2 separate regions of the Anser cygnoides genome follow, and region 1 is linked to region 2. Evidence: chromatin contacts called from public Hi-C data. All regions are on one chromosome and are shown on one strand. Each heading gives the region's core, a stretch centred on a gene start, on an enhancer-like site or on the middle of the called end of the contact. The rest is flanking DNA. Distances are from core to core; before and after follow the strand shown. Region 1 holds the start of EIF5 (eukaryotic translation initiation factor 5). Region 2 overlaps TRAF3 (TNF receptor associated factor 3).

Region 1 (2,870 bases), core at 43-2,542, 410 kb before region 2:
TTGCAGAGGCACTGAGGAAGCAGGTATCTTGGTGACTGAGCATAAGCTTTTTAGAATGCGTGGTTTCCCCTCCTTCCATATTACAGCTTTTGTCTGTCTGCTGTAGACTAAAGCTCCCTCTCCTGGTCTCTAAGCCACCTCATCCCAATCACCCCCCCCCCCCATATTTATTGGGCAGAGCCGAAGAAGCGGGAAGGCAGACAGCCTCCCAGCTTCAAAGCCCCGTTTCCCCGCCCCGCTCAGGCCCGCGATGACTCATAAATGCAGCAATTAAGCACTGAGTCAGCCCCAGAGAAGATCGGGGGGGGGTGTGGGTGTCACCTCCAGCCACGCATGCGCTCCCTAGGAAGGGGGGGACGCTCCCTGGCCGCCCCCCCAGCCTCCCTCCCCTTCCCCAGGGCTAACCCTTGCCGATCGGGCGCCCCCTGCCCCCCGCCGCGAGGCTGTAACTGCGGCACAGCCCCCCAAAAGAAGCCTCCCCCCACTCCCCACCCCCAACCCCCCAAGCACGGGGAGGCGCGGCCCAGCCGCCGCCATTTTGTCTCGTCGCATGGCGCGGGGAGCTGGGGGGGGGGCACAATCAAAGGAATAATCCGCCCCAAAACTTGAAAAAAATACGAAATTAAAAAATATAAGGGGCGAGCGATCGTTGTTGAAGGTATCTCCATGTTCCCTTCTAAAAGGGTGCCGGAGATTTCTTCATAAAAATACACCCCCCGTCAACAACGCGGCGCCCCAGCCCGCCCGCCTGCCGCCCCGCACCGACCTCGTCCTTCCAACCGCCCTCACCCGCTGCTCCCCAGCCCAAACGCTCACCGTTTTCGTCCAATAAAGACATAAACCCAACGCTGCTCGCCCCGGGCTGCGACGAAGCCGAGTGTGCGAGGAGAACGAGGCCGTGGGGGCGCTTATATCCAGCCGGAGGCGGAGGAGGCGGAGGCGGACGCCGCAGCCTCCGGGTCCGGGCGTCCTGAGGCGGGCGTTATCAGCAGGGACAGCAGTGCCGGACAATCTGCGGGCAAGACACAACCAGGGGCATCGTTAGCGGCGGCACCTGTGAGGAGAGGGGGGAGGAGGAGGGGGGAGAAGAGGGAAGGGGGGAGGGAGCTGCGGCGGCCGGCGCGCAGCTCAGGCAGAAGGGGGCGGCTGACGGGACCCCGGCAATGGCTGCCCCGTACTCACCTCTAGAATGTTCTCGCTCTGACTGAACAACGCCAAAGCTGGGATCAATCAGCCAGCGGCGCGCCCCGCCCCCCCGCCCCCCCCATTGGCTCGCCGCTCGCTCCGGGGAGAAATTATTGGCTCGGGGCTCGCCGTGCCCTTCGCCCACTGGTGGAGGCCGCCGTCAATCAAACCGCCCCTCGCTTCGCTGCCCTTCCCCCGCCCTCCCCCCGCCAGTGCCCCAAAGGACATCGCGTCTACGCGGGGCGGCTCTCGCGAGACTGCGCTGAGGGGCGGCGGGCGGCGGGCTGAGGCAGCGGGAGCTGCGCGCTCTCCCCGGCTCCTTTCCCGTGCTCCGTTCCCCTCGTTGTGCTGGGAGACGCCATCACACGTGTCCCCCACAAGCACCCTCCAAAAACACACAGACCCCTTCGGGGAGGGCCCTGGTCTTTCTCTCGCCTCGGTTTCCACACAAAATCGCCGCCGGCCCTCGTGGCAGGGTGCTCTGACCAGGCCGGGGCCGTGGTTTGTTTGAAAGCACGACCTGCAATGCTGTAGGAATGAAAATTTGGGGGGGGTGCAGCTCGTCATAGACGGGCAGCGGCCAAATGTTTGGCATCGCAGCAGCTAATTTGTGTTACAAACACTTTTAAACAATTAAAATGCTGAATACATTGTGTTTTTCCTGTACGGCCTGCTTTTGTGTGCAGGAAAAGGCCTATTTATTGTCCCTGTCATAGCGACTCAGCTTTGGATACCTCTGGGTGCTGGGGCTGCCTTTGTCTCTTACAAAGGATAATTCAAATTCTGTGTGCACCTAGTTTCAGTTCTTAATATAAAATGCTGCTAGACCTCCTTAGCTTAATCAGCACCCTAGATAAAGCAAGTTTGGATTTATATGTTTTAAAAGCAGGAACATGGGTCCTTTTTTGTGCTCTGTTCTTTCCATGTCTTCCATCTCCAGCCCTCCAATATGACAGGATTACATATTTTGGATGTTTCAGAACACAAATAATTTTGGCAAAGAGCTTTTTTAAACTTTACCAATCAAGTGATCAATCAATTCTCTTACCTCTTTCAATACTGCCAGGCAGAACAAGAAGACTCCAGTTCCTGTCACTGTGGCTTAGTGAACAATGTTGGGAAGCCTCTTGATGGCTATGTGGGTGTATAGGGAAAAAGAAGTAACGAAGATAAAAATGAGTAGCGACATTATATAATGTCATATACTCTAAATTTCTCCCTAAGTTAGTTTTGAAACAGTTTTCCCAGCTGACTTTGATAACATGTTGGCGTGGTCAGAGCAAACCCCTTATACTGAGCCTTTAGGTATGCCTTGAACATTTTTGGTCTGATACGCAAAAATACTGCGTTTAAATACTAAGGTGACTGATAAATGAGATTTTCTTAGAAATCATAAAAGAAAAGCTGGGCTATTGTTATGGACACTTTCTGTGACACACAATAATAAAAAACTTGTTCTTTCAACTAGAGCGGCAGAGCAACAAACCTGGAAGAAATAAATGTGCACGTCCCCCAATACTTTCTAACAAGATCCTCTACACCATGGCCTCTGCCCTGGTTGTATGTTTCTTTTCAGCCCATGGAATAACAAGTCTTTGTAGCCAGGATGTTGTCTTGTAAAACATCATGTCTTGGGCTTCACTATCTGCATTTGAAAAAGTTAAAAATCAGGATATTTTAAATGC
Region 2 (3,154 bases), core at 52-2,551:
AAAAAGCTCATTTAGAATTGGAACGCAGTATTTACTACTTAGCAAGCTCTGCATGAAGACAGTTTCAATACATTGGCAATATAAAGCAAATAAGCTTTTACCAAAACTTTAAAATCAAAAAAGGTCAAGCAGCTATTTCAATAAAATGTTTATGTTATGAAGATAACAAAAGATACAATCTACTTTTGTTTTACTTAGGACAGAAAAGCTTTTCCATCAAATTGCAAGCTACACTAACAACAGAAGTTACCCAAAGAGAACGGTGCTGCACACACAATACCTAAATTAAGCTCTGAAAGAAGAAACCTGAAGTTGGATGGGAGCTAAAGATCACAACAGAACAGTGACCAATTAAGATGATCCGACCTTTCTTCTTCAAAGAGCAGCATTTATATTTTTATTTAAGAAGTGTAAGAAAACACAAACTTTAGTGTCCTATCCTAACTAGGCCATTTTCGGTAATATGGAGTGTTTTCTTCTTAAACCTAGTTTTTACTGAAATAGGGCTCCTTGTTTTCTATCCATCCTTCCATTCGTGTATCAGCCTCTCGAAAAAAATACAACACAACCAACTGGGAACCAACTGTACAGACAGGTCTCATGAAAATGGGCAGCTCTGTGGGGAACAGAAAGAGAAACTTAATGTAGCATCCCAGTGAGTAAAAGGCTAGGAAAGTGCAACCTCAAACACCACCGCCTCTGTGTGGTCTATCAGCTGGCCAGTCTGCATAAGCTACATCTAAACCACCAGCTCCCCCTTGTCTAGGCAAACTGGGTGGTCTTCATCCTCTCTATTACTGTAATGGGAAGGTAGGGTGTTTGAAGGCCTTTTTTTTTAATTATTGAGGAAGGGGGAGAATTGGGTCAAGAAGGGGATATAGTGCACAGATTTGTAGGAAACCAGACACCAGACTTCTTCAGTTTCAGTCTTCACAGAATTTTCTTTTGTAATTTACAGGATACCCTCAGAGAACCAAATAATTGTTTACTTGCAGTGGTATTTCTAGTTCTTCAGTCTTCCTAGCCTACGTGTTTCTATCACAAAGTTATTGCTTCAAGTTATCGCACAGAATTACTTTAAACGATGAAAAAATTAACTTTGTCTTTCAGCATTTTATAGCTTCTAATAAATTCCTAGTACATACCTATTGAAAAGAACATACACCTCTCTTTTACTATCTTTTAGACAGTCTTCCGACTCAATTTTGCTTGCACTTCTGAATTCAATTATAATATACAACATACTGCCATAACACGATGACTGGTTAAAACAATAATGCAAGCTGAAAGGAGTATATCAGTGACAACATATTATCAATTTATCCAATGCAACAAATGTCAAAAAAAATTAAAGCTGAGCAGGAAGACTGCCATGGGTATTTTGACTCCAGAGCTCCTGAGCATGAGGTATCTCACTGCAGAGGCCTGGTCTCACAGCATCCAGGCACCACCTTGGCCTGATGTTCAGGCCAAAGCCCCACAGCTGTTGAGTCTGAGCAGGGGCACAGAAGAAGAACTGAGAAATAAAACGTAAGTAGTTTAACTCTCACCACAGAAGTATCTAGGTAGTGACCAAAGCAGCACTGGAGCGGCAGGTTTGAAAGCACAGGATCATCCATTGATTTTGCCTCGTACCAAGTTCAAAAGTCACTTCCCTCTTCTTGTTTGTACAGGGAAGTTAATGATTTTTCCCCTCCGTGCGCTTGTTCTGTTTGATGCACTGTTTACTGTCTCTGTACAACACGTACAGGATCAACCACCAGTGCTTCAGTGTTTCTAGTGTATGCTTTGTGGGGAAGTTCTGAGGGGCACCAAGGGGGGACAGGGGAGGGTGGCAGTCACCAACTTCAGGTATAACTTTACACGGTGAAAAGCATGAGACCATCCCTCACGTTTTTTCGTGCAACACATTCAAATACTAATTCCTATACAAAAATAAAAGCAGCACTGGCATGTAAAAACTTTTTCATGTAGTAAAAAGAACTGGGTATTTTAACTGCTATAACCTTCATCTTACACTTGTGTAAGCATCCACCTTCCTTGCATAAACTAATACAAACCAACTTTGAACATGACCTTGATATAACATACAAAATAGAAAAAAAAAATCAACAGGGAGTTGGGAGAAAAGAATCACTACTTGGATATAAGCACATAAGATACAAGCATCTGAATGCACACGGGAAAGACTGAGTACTCTCTGCATGAGAAGCTTTGGCCACTCACTAGCTCTTCAGTCAGTTATTAGGTACAGTACCCTGGAATCATTCAGCTTGGAAGAGACCTCTGGAGGTTATCTAGCCCAACCTCCTGTTCAGAACAAGGCTAACTTCAAAGACTGGGCTGCTCAAGGCCTTGCCCAGCTGAGTTTTCAAAACCTTGAAGACTGACAATACCACAGCCTCCCCGAGTAACCTGCTCCAGTGCTCAAAACTCCCGCTGTGAAGAAGTTATTTTATAGCTATTACAATACGATCTGGTACAGAGAAAAGGCCTATCCTTATACATGAACTGCTATGCTCTCAAGCAACTAAAGCAGGTTTCACCATGTTTAAGGGCTCTACGCACTAAAAATTACTGAACCAATAGCAAAACTGGATTTGGGTTGAATGGTATAGACTATTCCTTCTTTTCCTAGGTGAACTGGGAAACCGTAAGTATAAAAAAAGATCTGGTATCTTGAAGTACTTTCAAAAGAATAACCATGTATGTCGCTTGAACCACAGATATTACAACACTGGGTCCTTCCTGTGTTCCAGTTTGCAAGATTACTGAATAGCAGAAAATGAGTGGTAAGTTAGTTTCATATTTTATTCTTTTAACTTTTTAACACTTTCTTTGTCTCCATTTCTTTCAACTACATATTCACGTGAAGTGACTTACAGCATTAAACAAGACAGCACCTCAATACAACAAGCTCAATTTAGCAAGCCTGCTAGACTGTACTTTCATGGAAACAGTTCTAATATGCTTGTTACACTGAGCAGTAATTATATCACTATTAAGAGTTCAGAATAGGAATATTTGTAAGTAATAATGTAGTATTCATTCTTTTTGGAATCCAAGAGTCCAGAGACTGACAATTTTAATAACTACTCAGTGTTGAGTAGGATAATTAACATCCAGTCTAATATAAACTGCAGCAAGGGGTGGG

Evidence for each region. Hi-C and Micro-C count contacts between places; a contact is called where the count stands out from the background.
Region 1: a contact with region 2 is called in a Hi-C map of liver, with 5 times the contacts expected there. The contact joins the promoter of EIF5 here to the enhancer-like site in region 2. A contact is called at or near these places in 2 of 7 Hi-C or Micro-C datasets (both in liver).

Annotation. Positions count from the first base shown.
Region 1 is chr5:56,129,094-56,131,963 of Taihu_goose_T2T_genome, reverse strand. EIF5 (eukaryotic translation initiation factor 5) reads right to left here and starts at 1,292. Exons shown (of 12, transcript XM_066998393.1): 1 at 1,183-1,292; 2 at 817-1,012.
Region 2 is chr5:55,718,233-55,721,386 of Taihu_goose_T2T_genome, reverse strand. The region is part of intron 4 of TRAF3 (TNF receptor associated factor 3); the gene reads right to left. Among named protein-coding and RNA genes, the nearest start is that of TRAF3, 33 kb to the right of the region's middle. Within about 2 kb of position 1,301, at least 1 of the 3 cell types and tissues checked has open chromatin away from gene starts, as enhancers often do. A contact at or near this core is called in liver, where this site is marked.